4 separate regions of the Sus scrofa genome follow, and regions 2, 3 and 4 are each linked to region 1. A link is a contact called in public HiChIP or PLAC-seq and promoter capture Hi-C data. All regions are on one chromosome and are shown on one strand. Each heading gives the region's core, a stretch centred on a gene start, on an enhancer-like site or on the middle of the called end of the contact. The rest is flanking DNA. Distances are from core to core; before and after follow the strand shown.

What was found. Promoter capture Hi-C pulls out the DNA fragments that hold promoters and counts their contacts. HiChIP or PLAC-seq counts read pairs in DNA pulled down with a chosen protein or histone mark.
Region 2: a promoter capture Hi-C map of fetal liver shows a contact between it and region 1, with 2.3 times the contacts expected there. The contact joins the enhancer-like site here to the promoter of KBTBD2 in region 1. A contact is called at or near these places in 2 of 5 promoter capture datasets (fetal liver and liver), 3 of 47 Hi-C or Micro-C datasets (embryonic fibroblasts, fetal heart ventricle and liver) and 2 of 2 datasets of contacts at active chromatin or transcription factors (alveolar macrophages and skeletal muscle).
Region 3: a contact with region 1 is called in an H3K27ac HiChIP or PLAC-seq map of alveolar macrophages. The contact joins the promoter of LOC100738822 here to the promoter of KBTBD2 in region 1. A contact is called at or near these places in 1 of 5 promoter capture datasets (liver), 1 of 47 Hi-C or Micro-C datasets (liver) and 1 of 2 datasets of contacts at active chromatin or transcription factors (alveolar macrophages).
Region 4: a contact with region 1 is called in an H3K27ac HiChIP or PLAC-seq map of alveolar macrophages. The contact joins the promoter of LSM5 here to the promoter of KBTBD2 in region 1. A contact is called at or near these places in 2 of 5 promoter capture datasets (fetal liver and liver), 15 of 47 Hi-C or Micro-C datasets (alveolar macrophages, brain, embryonic fibroblasts and 8 more) and 2 of 2 datasets of contacts at active chromatin or transcription factors (alveolar macrophages and skeletal muscle).

The regions. Positions count from the first base shown.
Region 1 is chr18:40,603,176-40,606,532 of Sscrofa11.1, forward strand. KBTBD2 (kelch repeat and BTB domain-containing protein 2) reads left to right here and starts at 1,283. Exons shown (of 4, transcript XM_021079001.1): 1 at 1,283-1,577.
Region 2 is chr18:40,450,078-40,453,062 of Sscrofa11.1, forward strand. All of the region lies in intron 1 of NT5C3A (cytosolic 5'-nucleotidase 3A), which reads left to right. Among named protein-coding and RNA genes, the nearest start is that of NT5C3A, 11 kb to the left of the region's middle. Within about 2 kb of position 1,709, at least 11 of the 83 cell types and tissues checked have an H3K27ac peak or open chromatin away from gene starts, as enhancers often do. A contact at or near this core is called in alveolar macrophages, fetal liver and liver, where this site is marked.
Region 3 is chr18:40,395,747-40,398,823 of Sscrofa11.1, forward strand. It overlaps LOC100738822 (retinitis pigmentosa 9 protein), which reads left to right and starts at 1,805. Exons shown (of 7, transcript XM_003484045.4): 1 at 1,805-2,181. The coding sequence starts at 2,030.
Region 4 is chr18:40,750,985-40,754,321 of Sscrofa11.1, forward strand. LSM5 (U6 snRNA-associated Sm-like protein LSm5) reads left to right here and starts at 1,406. Exons shown (of 4, transcript XM_005673273.3): 1 at 1,406-1,544; 2 at 2,548-2,643. The coding sequence starts at 1,499.

The DNA.
Region 1 (3,357 bases), core at 33-2,532:
AGCATACTGGACACTCAATAAAGATTTGTTAAATTGAGCTGGTTTCTAGACTCTACTGCAAAATCCTTATCAGTAGTCCCAGATACACACATTTTGGTGTGTATTCAGTTGATTTAGTCTAGCTTAAAGAATCTCTTCAGTAACACATATGCACTTCGTTTATAATTAGTCATGTACATTCACCAGATTGGGCTTGTGCCAAGAGTGGAAGTTAGGAGGGAGGATGAAGCCTATGCGGCCATTTCTGACAACTTTGATCCACGAATAACTTCTATCAAAAGAGAGAGTAAATCTACAACTTTCTGCCTGCTAGCAGTACCAAGTGGAGACCACAGCGTTCGGCTACTGCAAAGATCTCACATGTGAAGCTGAAGGCTCGGGTTTGGAGAGCAGGTAGCCGCTGCATTGCAGCACAAACTCTCTGGCGTTCAGAGCCTCCCCTCCGCAGGCCAACGGTTCCCTCCCCAGGGCTGCAGGCCCTTTGGGGTGTTGTTTTGCTTTTCCTTGGCCTTGAAACCAGGACGTGAAGCCTCTCTTGCTTCGATCAGGAAAACGGAACATGCTCTGCAAAGTGGAGGGCCTGTTTTGGAGATTAGGGGCTTAGGAGACAAAGCCTACTTAGCCAGCCGCCCAATTTCTCTTTCTTTCATGGTCTGATGTTTTTCAGTGCTCCTCATTCTCACTCTCTCACCCAGCCTGCAAATTTCTATATTTCAAGGGGGAAAAACAGGCATAAAGCTGTCTGTAGTTCCTAGCACTCAATTTATCGGGCCTCTCTTCGCCAGCGTAGCACCCCAGAACCCTCCACCGCCCGAACCCCCGCCCCCCTTGCGCCCCAGGCCGGCGGGTCTCACGGGCGACCCCTCGGCCGCGCACGCGCTCTCCGCGGGCTCTCCGCTGACCTTCCCCGGGAAACCCCTTCAAAAGCATTTCCCCGTCATTTCGCGCCTCCCCCGCCCTTCCTGCTCTTTCCGCTTCCTTCTCGCGCCTGCGCGGACCCAATTGTTTTGGCTTTCCGGTGGGATTCAGCAAAGGAAAAGGGCGGGGCGGCGTTGGGGGGGCGGGGGGCGTCTCCAGAACCCGGGAAACTGCAAAACTGACGTTTGTGCTGCTAGGCGCGCGCGGGCGGCGGAAAAGGAGACTTGGCAAAGGCTGGCCCACAGTCCGCTGTCCGCGCGTTCCCGGGCCTCGGAAGGGGCCCGCCAAGGGGAGCGAGAGCGCGCCGCAGGGGCGGGGCAGGAGCGGCGAGCCGGGCGTCTCGCGGCCCCGGGGCTGACGAGGCGGTGCGGGCGGCGCGGCTCCCGGGGGAGGAGTTTGGCGGTGGTCGGGCCCTGGGGAGCGTGCGGCGGCGCCTAGAGAGGACGCTGCTTTCCGCTCGGGACGGACCTGCCGAGGGAGGGCGCGAGGGAAACCGGAAGGAAGAGAAGGCGGCGGCGCCAGCCTTCCTAGGCGGGAGGCGAGACCCCGGCCCTGGACGCCGCGGGAGGGCCACGCCCCCGCCGCCGCGCCCCAGGGGCCCAGTGTCTTCGGGGCCGCCAGCCGCACCGGATCCTAACCCTCGGGACAGAGGGACTCGGGTGAGCAGGCGTCGTCAGTGCTGGGCCGGGGGGGGGGGAGCCGGGGACGACCTGTGGAGGAACTGGGGGAGGAGGGCCGCGGCGGGAGGGGGCTCGGCTCTTTGTGGCTCGCCGGGCGGGGGGCGGCGGCGGCGGCGGCATCTTTCAAACCCGAGACGCTTCCGCCACGGGCGGGGGAGGGGCGCGGGCGGTCGGCGCCTTGCTCCCCACCCCGCGGCGGCCCCTCTGCGGCCCGGCGTCCGGCCGGTGCGCCGCTCGCGGGGGCGTTTCCGGCCGCGGGTCTCCCGGGCGGCGCCCTGGCCCCGGCTGGCGCCCGCGCTGGCCCAAATCAAGCTGTTTCCCTTAACGACTCGCGACATCTTCGCGAGACGGTGGGCAGAAGGAGGGCAAGCCCTTCGCTCGCATGTTTTTCTTTCCCGGTACATCTGAAGTAGCCAGGAGATGTTTAGATTAACAGAGGTCCCATTGTGATCTGCTCGTGATTTTTAAAAGACGGCAGAATCTGCCCTTTGAAACGGAAAATTGTGTGCGTGTTTACTTTAGACTGTGAAATCCCTAACTTATTTGAACTCGACCACCCTGTCTCCCTATGAATTGAGAAACCTTGGAGTAGAAGAGTATCCGTTAGTTTGATGTAGTTATTTCGAGTTAACAGGTTTGGTTTTGTTTTTTTTTTTTCCCCTGGTTTATTAACCTACTCTCTCTCTTGGGTACCTCAAAGGGAAAGGAATGTACAGTCTGCAGATTTCTAGAATTGTCCGATGCCACGATGGCCCCCACAAGTGAAACTAGAAAAACAGTTTAAAGTGGAAAATTAACTCTGAAAGTGTATGTGTGTGTGAAGTATCTGTCTACCATATCAGCCTTAGAAAAACGTAGGGTACGGTACAGCTCTGGTCACGTGTTGTTGATACATGAATCTGTACGTCTGGCTCCCTGAGCGTTCTGGCATTCGCAGACAACCTATCGGCAGTGTGGCCTGGTTAAAATTATATTTCCTTTTGAAGCAATTAATTAACAGTGCGTTTTTTTGTTTTTGTTTTTTTTTTCCTTCTTCCTTCTCTCCGTGTTGTGAATTTTTGCCTGTGTTTTAGTGGTATGGACTTCAGCTATCGCAACTGTGTGTGACTTATTTTGGTTAAGCTTTGGTAACGGCTTTCTTCCTAACCTTTTTTTCAGAAGGGCTGTTTGTGACGGAAAGAAAATCGAAAAAGTCAAACCAGTCAGTTGTTTGCTAGTCTTGATGATGTGAAATTTTGCTGATGTTCAGCTTAGTTCACTTTAATCTTTTGTTGGTCTAGTGCTCATTGAAGCCCCTTTAGTTTGGGCCCTGAAATTCTCCAGAGGTGGTTGTCCTCAGTAAACACTGCAGGACAATGGCACTTCGGTTGAGCATGCTTTATAGTTTATGCTTTTCCACATAGTGCTATTTTCTCTACAGCCAGTTTTGTAGGATGCTATCAGTTTTCTCTTTTTTGCTCTGGCAATAAGCATTACCATAAATGCGGTTAACTTTGGTTATTCACACGGCCTTTAAGGAGATGGGTGAGAATAATTCATTAAATGCAAACATTGTAAATAGGTTTAACGTGGATGGTAAATCCATGGAAGCTTGAATGCAGTCTTAAAAGCCAAAAGGTATTCTCAAAGATTTTACTTATTTATTTAGAAAATAATTGTTTTTCTCCTTGCCCACATTCCTACAACCAGGAAAAAGGATTGGTTTTGCTGTCATAAAAAATATGAATGAAAACGTCAAAATCCTTCATTATATGTTAGT
Region 2 (2,985 bases), core at 459-2,958, 150 kb before region 1:
CCCACAGCCTGTGGAAATTCTGAACCACCGCAGTGACAATGCCAGGTCCTTAATCCACTGATCCTCAAGGGAACTCCAGAGTTTTTCCTTTTTTAATAAATAAGATCTAGAATACATTTTAGTATGAATAATCTGGTAGCTGAAGTTTACTAAATTAGCATTACTAGAATCAGGAGGAGAGGAGTGTAGGGGAGGCAAATATAGTTTTCCCTCCACCTTTCTAAAATGCCCCACTGGGGATCCCATAACCAGACTAACAAGAGAAAAATGAATAGAAGTTCATTAACGTGTACACATGGGCAATACTGGGGAACGGTAAGTAACTCCTGGATGGCTTAGAATTATACCATCTACAGCTAAAGACCTAAAGAAGGGTGTGGGAAGGCCTCTTAAGGGGTGTGGAGGAAGAAAAGTATGGTAAACTTGACCAAGGGTTGATAACAGATGAAAGTGCATTCTCCATTGATATGTTTCTTGTGCTTTAATCATGCTTCTCCTCCGGGTACAAAGAGAGACAAAGAGAGAAGATTTGCTTTATAAATGTAAATTTCCCTTACAAAAGGGTAGTTTCTACTTTGTTTTCAGAGCTTCTTCTGTTTCTGCTATTTCTCTGAAATAATCAGTTCAAAATAATCCTTATGTCAGAGAGGTATATGTTGGGTTGGCAAATCTGCCTTCCTGGAGGAGCAGGAAGGCAGGAATTAAAATAATCCTGGAATAAAGAGAATGACTATGCTCTCTAGACTTCTATGAGAGCAGTAGAAAGAGGAAGACAGAAAATTGATGGATTGCAGAGGTGAAATCTATAGGATTTGAAAGGGGGCAGAATTTGTAACTCCAAAATATACCTCTTTGGCATAAGGATTTTTAGGCTGATTTAAAAAACAAAACAAAACAAAAAAAACCAGCTGACAGGAGAAAAACTAAAAAGCAAGCAGAAGTTACACTTTGATAAGAGCAACTTACATTTATAAGCAAAATCTCCATTTTTACGGGCATCTTCCTTTCTGTACCAGGAAGAGTGTGATGACTGAATCTTAGAAACTCTTTTTTAAAGGTTTTAACTTCACATAAAAACTACACCCCTGTTTACTGAGCTTTGCCTGAAAACCTGGCTTTCCCCTGCCCAACGTCTTTTGTCTTTAGCTAGAGACAGCATTTTAGGTGATGGCTTGAGCCATTTTGGGAGCTAACTCAGTTTTCCTGGGTATCTCCCATGTATACAGGAAGTATACTGTACATGTTATTAAACTTGTTTTTCTCCTGTTGATCTTTTATTCCTGGCAGGTCTCAGCCAGGGACCTAGAAGGGTAGAGGGAAAATTATTTTCCTTTCCCCACAGATTTTATGATTTTTCAAAATGTCTTGGATTATCTCTCATTTTTCATAGCAGTTTTAAATGTTTCAAGCAGTTTGAATGTTCCCTATAATTTGTTAAATCATTTCCATATATTTCTCTTATACTTGCTTTTAAAATAATTCAGGCATGGCATTATATATTGAATTAAGAAGCATACAGGAAATCTGAAATTATATTTTAATCTTTATTCTCCTTTAAGTTAGAGGTTGTATATTATATCTTCATATAATAACTTATTTGAAATTTAATGTAACGAACCTTACCCGATAGGTTTCCTCCCTTAAAGAAAAGCATCAGGGAAATTATTCCCTGTTCTGTTTTGTATCAGCAGGTGGCAGACTTCTCCCTCTGCTGTGGCCCAGGGCTACATTTTTAAATTAACTTGTCAATGCACTTGGATGTTTACTCTCTGTGGTTTAAGCCTGAAAGGGAGCATAATATGGCACCCAAAAAGGCCATTTCAGCATGTGGATTATTTGGAGCTGAAGACAATCAAGACTCAGTGGATTCAAGAACAGCTTTTTACCTCCTTAAATGCCTAAAAATTTAGAAAGGAGACCTGAAAGAGAGCTATTACCAGAGATTACATTTTCATCTTATAGACTTACCTGCATGGAAGGACAAATGTTTGTTTACCAAGTGTTTGGTAAATGTTTGTTTGTTCTTCCTCTCCTGCTTTGAATTGCCTTCCTTCCCTTGAAGTCCCAGGCTCCTACCTCTTTCTCCTTAGCTCAATATGGTATAAAAGCCTCTATTGCCTGGCTCTCTTTGGGTCTCCTATCTTTGTGCTTGCTCTCATAGGTACGATTTTTTTTTTTTCTGTTAATCTGTTTTGTTTGTTTGTTTTAGTACAGGGCATGCCTCAGGAAAGAACCTGGAAGAGTAGAGGAGAAATTATTTTTCCTCTCCTAAAAACCATTATTAACCTAGAAATTTAAACCAAGTGTGACGTTTTTCTGCCAATACAGATGTAAATGCCATTTGTCTATTTTTTTCAAAATATGTTCTTCATTTCACTTGCTAATAGATTACAAAGTTGTTTTGCAGTTGTTGGAGGGTTGCTTAATGTGTTTGGCAAGTTCCTGCTTGTAAGTAGGTGGAAGTAGTCATAGGTTTAAGACGATGTGGGTTCCTGCAAGATCCTTCCTGCCTCTGTTGTATCTTCTCTGAAGCCTAGTCACGGCACACCCCTCCCGTTTACCTTACCTCAGATGTCCCACTTGGAGTGTGGGTCCAGAGTACTATCATCAAAAAAATCATATTACAGAGTCTTCCCCTGTGAACTGTTTGTCGGTTTATCTTGATTTCTCTGTCACACCGAGGGAATGAGGGAATGAGACAGTGGATCGATTTTGATAGAGATGAGAAAAGTTTGAGAACTTAACCTTACCTTTATAGCATAGTGAAATGTTACAAAAAAGAAACCTCCAGAAGTTCCCCTAAGATAAGAGAGAACTACACCAGCATTAGAACTAGAAAATAATTAGAAACTGATTGACTTTGGGGTGAGTTTGACCCTACCCTGTTTGTTATCTTGTAACTAGGGAAAAGGAACTAAAATTTGAGAGTGTTTACTTATATCCAAATATACCCGTGTGTTTTACCTAATTTAATCCTTAAAACAC
Region 3 (3,077 bases), core at 555-3,054, 210 kb before region 1:
TTGGGGGGGATCGGTTTAGGGCCCTCACACTTGGCATATGGAGGTTCCCAGGCTAGGTATCAAATCAGAGCTGTCCTGCTACAGCCATAGCAATTCCAGATCCTTCCCCACAGCTTGCGTCAGCTCGAGATACTTTAACCCACTGAGAGAGGGCCGGAATGGAACCCAAATCCTCATGGATACTAGCCGGGTTCTTAACCCAATGAGTCACAACCAGAACTCCCCATTTTATTTTCTTAAACTCATATTAGGATTTCCCATTGGGCACAGTGGGTAATGATCCAGCTTGTCTCTGTGGAGACACCAGTTGGATGCCCACCCAGTGCAGTGAGTTAAGGATCTGGCATTGTTGCAGCTGTGGCATAGGTCACAGCTCCGGTTTGGATTAGTTCCTTGACCCCAGAAACTTCCATATGCCACATGGGTGGCAGAAAAAGAAATCAGTACATATTAGATACATAAAGGACTATACCCGTCAAAAAGGTCATTGATTTATTGATCCAATCACTCAAGAGCTATAATATGTGCCAGGCACTATGTTAAGCATGTTAGACTGTTTAATAATTAAAATACAGATCTCAATCTTTTCCTTTTTTTTCCGCCTTAACCATGGAACAAAATAAGTTTGGAAAGGATATCTTAATGTATGTATGTGTAGTGCACTTTGATATTTCTACTTTCTATTCTTTTCTGTTTCATTTCATTGTTTAAAATATTGGCGTTCCCATCATGGCGCATCAGAAATGAATCTGTCTAGGAACCATGAGGTTGCGGTTCGATTCCTGGCCTCGCTCAGTGGGTTAAGGATCTAGCGTTGCCATGAGCTATGGTGTAGGTCGCAGATGAGGCTTGGATCTGGCTTTGCTGTGGCTGTAGCATAGGCCGGCAGCTACAGCTCCAATTAGACCCCTAGCCTGGGAACCTCCACGTGCCTCGCGTGCAGCCCAAAAAAAACAAACAAACAAACAAAAAAAAATTGCTGGCAATTCCCTAAGTGGATTTCACAATTCTCTAATGACTCTTGACTCACAGTTTGAAAAACATGAACACAGCACTTCTCAGTCCAAATAAATATTTGTGGAACGAACAATGTCAGTCATATAGAAAGATTTGGCACATCAACAGGTGTAGAACATGCGTGGCATCACATAGTGTAGTGCCATGTAGCATGGAGAGAAGTCTGTTTAAAACTCAAATCTGATAGTAAATTTCACCTGTATCTTCTTCATTACCTTCCTACCACACTTAGCATTGGGATCCAGGTCCTTCACAGGGTTTGATAACCTCATCTGGTTTGCCTCTCCAGCTTCATCTCAAGGCTCTGCTCCTTGCTTTCCAGGTTCCAGCTCCACATTGGCCTTCTCTCTCTCTCCTGTACATAAAGTACTCTTCCATGGGTTGCCCTTCCTCCTGGAATACTTTCCTTTCTTCTTTGCTCCACCAGCTCCTAGTCACCCTTTAAGCCTCTCCTGAAATGCCCCTTCCCCTGTGAAGACTTCCTGGCCAACCACTGGAACAGGTAACCCTGGATGTCTTCATAGAAGTGAGCATAATTGAAATGTTTTTAAAGCATTAACATACAAAAATATTTGAGTATTTGCTTTTTTATTCTTTTTTATTTTTTTAATTTTTATACAGCTTAAAAGGTTACGCTACATTTAGTTATTACAAAATATTGGCTACATTCCCTGTATTGTACAATATGAAATTCTAATATGTGAGTAATTATTGGTTCAACATTTTTCTTTCTTAAGCTTCCTGCCACAGCGTCTTCAGCGCCGAGGCTCTCAGCCGCCGCCAGGAGGCGCGCTCGGACGCCCGCACCCGGGGACCTGACGCCAGCGCCTGGCACTTAGAGCAGACATGCTACTGCGCGGGCCTGTCGGGTGGCGGGGTGCAGGCAGCCTCCGAAGGGACACCTGGCCGCCTGGCCAACAGCGGAGTGGCGGCAAGAGGGGGCGCTGCGGATCCAGGCGTGCACGACGCGGAGGAAGTGCTGGCTTCGCCGCGCGGGGCCGCCTCGGCGACGATGTCGTCCGGGCCGGGGAGCGACAACCCCAGGTCCGGGGGCGCGCGGCGACCGCGGGAGCCCCAGGAGCAGGAGCTGCAGCGACGCCGGGAGCAGAAACGGCGGCGGCACGACGCGCAGCAGCTGCAGCAACTCAAGCACCTGGAGTCCTTGTGAGTCCCTGGGGTCGCGCGGCGCGGAGTTGGCGCTGTAGGCGGGGCGCTCGGAGACCCGGGAATGGGCTCGTTGGGCCCGTCGGCCCCCAGAGAGCCGGGCGCCGGTTGAGACCCCGGGCGGCGTGACCCTCGACTTCCAGCCGACCCTCCACGGGGGAGGGTCTACCCCGAGGCCGGCCTCCGGCGCGCGGGGGCGGAGGTCGCGCCCTTCCCCAACGAGGCGATGGCTTTATTCCTGGAGAGGCGACGTCGATGTGCTCAGAGGCGCTGTTATGCCCTCGGGCGGGACTGGGGACGGGCCGCAGGCAAGTGCGGCTGAGCGCCTTGCTCCTTTCCTGTTTCTCAGTTCCAGGGGCTCTCTATGATCTGGATTAAATCCTCTTTCTTTTCGTCTTCTGCTGTTAGTAAGGGGGAAGAAAGCCCGATCCTGGAACGTTAGTGAAGTGAGGAATAAGCAGTGGGTGAGGGCTTGGTCCCTAAATATTCGGGAGGAGCTGTCAGGTGGAAGAGCATGGATAGGTTCTCTCAGGTCTTAAGGATTTTCGTTGTTGTTGTTGTTGCCGGGATTAAAGGTGGGAGCTACGGAGAGGCCAGTTATGGCTCAACAACAAGAATTAGGACCAGGTCATATATTCTTGATGGTCAGCGTGGCCTGACTTAGGAGGCACGGGCTCCCCCAGCTGCTTGGGCTGGAGGAGAATCCAGATAATCACTGAGAGGAGGGTGGCTTGTAAAGGAGATTTAACATCAGCTGGAAGCTTGGATTAATGACGCTTTCAGTTTCCTGTGATTCTGTCATTCTGTAATTAGCTTTAGAAGTTTTTTTCTAAGTTTGGTGTACACGGAGTTATTTGAACTATTTCTGTTTCAGGCATATCTCATACCTTGGAGAC
Region 4 (3,337 bases), core at 156-2,655, 150 kb after region 1:
CTAGGGGTTGAATTGGAGCTGTAGCTGTGGCCTACCTACAGCCACAGCCGCACTGTATCAGAGCCACCTGTGCGACCCACACCAGCGCTCAGAGCAAGGCCAGGTCCTTAATCCACTTATCAAGGCCAGGGATTGAACCCTTGTCCTCAAGGATACTAATCCAGTTCCTTACCTTTGAGCCACGAGGGGAACCCCCAGAAAAGTATTTCTTTAAAGCTAGCTATGGGTTTGCAAACTTTTTTTCCTTTGGTCTTTTTAGGGCCGCACTCTGCAGTCTATGGAGGTTCCCAGGCTAGGGGATCAAATCGTAGCTGTAGCTTCTGGCCTAGGCCACAGCAAAGCAGATCCCAGCCACGTCTGAGACCTACAATTGCAGTTCATGACAACCCCGGATCCTTAGCCCATTGTGTGGGGCCAGGGATCCAATCCCCTGTCCCCAGGTACTGGTTGGGTTCCTTACCACTGAGCCACAATGGAAACTCCTACACTGAACCTTTAAAAGAAGGTAGGGGAGTTCCTGTGGTGGCTCAGTGGTTAAGGAATCCGACTAGGAACCATGAGGTTGCCTGTTCGATCCCTGGCCTCGCTCAGTAGGTTAAGGATCCGGCGTTGTGCCTGAGTTGTGGTGTAGGTCGCAAACGTGGCTTGGATCTGGCAGTTGCTGTGGTTCTGGCGTAGTCTGACAGCAACAGCTCCGATTAGACCCCTAGCCTGGGAACCTCCATATGCTGCAGGTGCAGCCCTAGAAAAGAAAAGAAAAGAAAAAAAAAAAAAAAAAAAAGGTAGGGAGTTCTCCTTTGTGGCTTAGAGGATTAAGAATCCAACTAGTATACCTGAGCGTGTGTTGGATTCCTGGGGTCGTTCAGTGGATTAAGGATCCCCTTGTTGCTGCGAGCTGCGGCTCAAACCCACATTGCTGTGGCTGTGGCTAGGCCGGCAGCTGCAGCTCGATTTGACTCCTAGCTTGGGAACTTCCATGTATCTGCTCTGTGGCCTTAAAAAGAAAAAAAAAAAAAAAAAAAAAAAAAAAAGCGGTAGATTCCTGTAAAAAAAAAAAGTTTTTGCTTTTGTTTTTTAACAAAAATTGCAACACAATAAAATCAGTGGCGGAAAAAATATTTATGTTGGTCTTCAGAAGATCCTTGGTTGAAATGAAATATAACCCAGGGAAAATCAAACGACTCAAACGTTTCTATTTTGCAGTCTTCCAGGTTGAGGAATATTTTATTTATAAGGCAAGATATCTTTAATTTGTCTTGGAAACTTGGAGGGCAAAGTATCTGCTGAGGCCGCAGAATGTTCAACGCACTGATGTATTCCCCCGGATCTCGTTGCGGAGGAAAGAAGTGACTCCGAGCGATTCACGTAGGACTGGCCCGATCGCACGCTCGGCCTCAGATTGGTCGAGCCTGGCCGGGCTAGGGGAAAAAAGCGGAAGCGCGCTCTTTCAAACTCGCCTTCCCAACGTCGGTAGAGGCTGGCCACTTCCGGCGTAGCCATGGCGGCTAACGCTACGACTAACCCGTCGCAGCTGCTACCTCTAGGTAATCGTTGTCCTGTGGGGAGCTGGGGAGGGGAGCTGAAGGGTTGCGGGCCGAGGGCCAGCGCAGTCCTTGACTGAGTGTTAGAGAAATGTATCTGACCAATTGTTTTCTTTATCCGCGGCTCTTTGGGCTCTAAGGCTCTGAGGCCTCAGGCCGCCCGCGTCTTTTCGGCGTGGAAGGGTTTTCTTGAGCCAGGACTTTCTGAGTTCTCACACCAAACCGTCACTGGAAAAGGTTCACACTTAGTGAATGCGTCGTCGGCCTTTTTTGTTGTGAGTTCGCCTTTACAGTAGTGGATAGCAGTCCCATTCTTCTACCTGGCATTTAAAATCCCTAGGTTAGACCCTGTTGTCTGTCTGGCCCGTTATTGAGAGAGGTAGCGGGGTCTGCAATGAGCTTTAAAAGGGGACACTGGAAATTAGCTCTGATTGTCATTCATTTATTCCACAAACAGTTTTTGCGCATCTGTAGACTAGACATCGTAACTTAGCTTCAGGTAGCATTCATGCCAGCGCAGGAGACAGGATGCCAGACAATTAAACATCATACCAAGTAACAGTAATTCTGCTGAAGAGATATTCAAGCTGCTCTCAGAGAACAGAGGATAGCCGTCTTGGGGCTGGGGAAGACAGTTATGTCTTTTTCTAATATTTTGTATCTGAAGGGTAATTAAGTTAGTGGACGTGGCGGTAATTGGAAAGTTTTTTCCTTCATTGAACAAAAAAAAGTTTCTTTTTAGGCCCGCACCCGAGGCACATGGAGGTTCCCAGGCTAGGGGTCCCATTGGAACTGTAGCTGCTGGCCTTCGTTTCTGCTGCGCCACAACGGGAACTCCCGAGACCTGAAGTTTTTGAGTGAATCCTTTTCTTGGTTTATCTTTCACCATATGTAAGTAATAAGTGCCAGTAAGTACTCACATATTTCTTGAAGTAATGAATGTGCAAAATAATTTTTTTCACCCCTCCCCCCACTTATTTTTCTTTTAAAAAACCTGTATCTATAGAGCTTGTAGACAAGTGTATAGGATCAAGAATTCACATTGTGATGAAGAGTGATAAAGAGATTGTTGGCACGCTTCTCGGATTTGATGACTTTGTCAGTATCCTTTTAAAAAGTGGGGGTATGGGTTTTTCTTTGTTTTTTAATTAAAAAAATTTTTTTTTGTTATTATTTTTTATGTCTTTTCTAGGGCTGCTCCCATGGCATATGGAGGTTCCCAGGCTAGGGGTCGAATCGGAGCTGTAGCCACCGGCCTACACCAGAGTCACAGCAAAGCGGGATCCGAGCTGCATCTGAAACCTACACCACAGCTCACGGCAACGCCGGATCCTTAACCCACTGAGCAAGGCCAGGGACGGAACCCGCGACCTCATGGTTCCTAGTCGGATTTGTTAACCACTGCGCCACGACGGGAACTCCATCTTCAGTTTTTTTTAAAAAAGTAAGAACTATAGTCAGTGCTTACTGATTATTATAATAAAAATTAATTTATTCTCATGGAATTCGTGGTAGTGTTTTAAGGGGTGTGTGTACCCCTACCAATCGCAAGCAATTTGAATTTGAGTCATTATGTTAAATGTTATTTTTTTATTTTTATTTTTTGTCTTTTTGCCTTTTCTAGGGCCGCTCCCTCGGCATAGGGAGGTACTCAGACTAGGGGTCTGATCGGAGCTGTAAGCTGCTGGCCTACGCCAGAGCCACAGCAATGATGTATCCAAGCCACATCTTCGACCTACACCACAGCTCATGGCAACGCCAGATCCTTAACCCACTGAGCAAGGCCAGGGATTGAA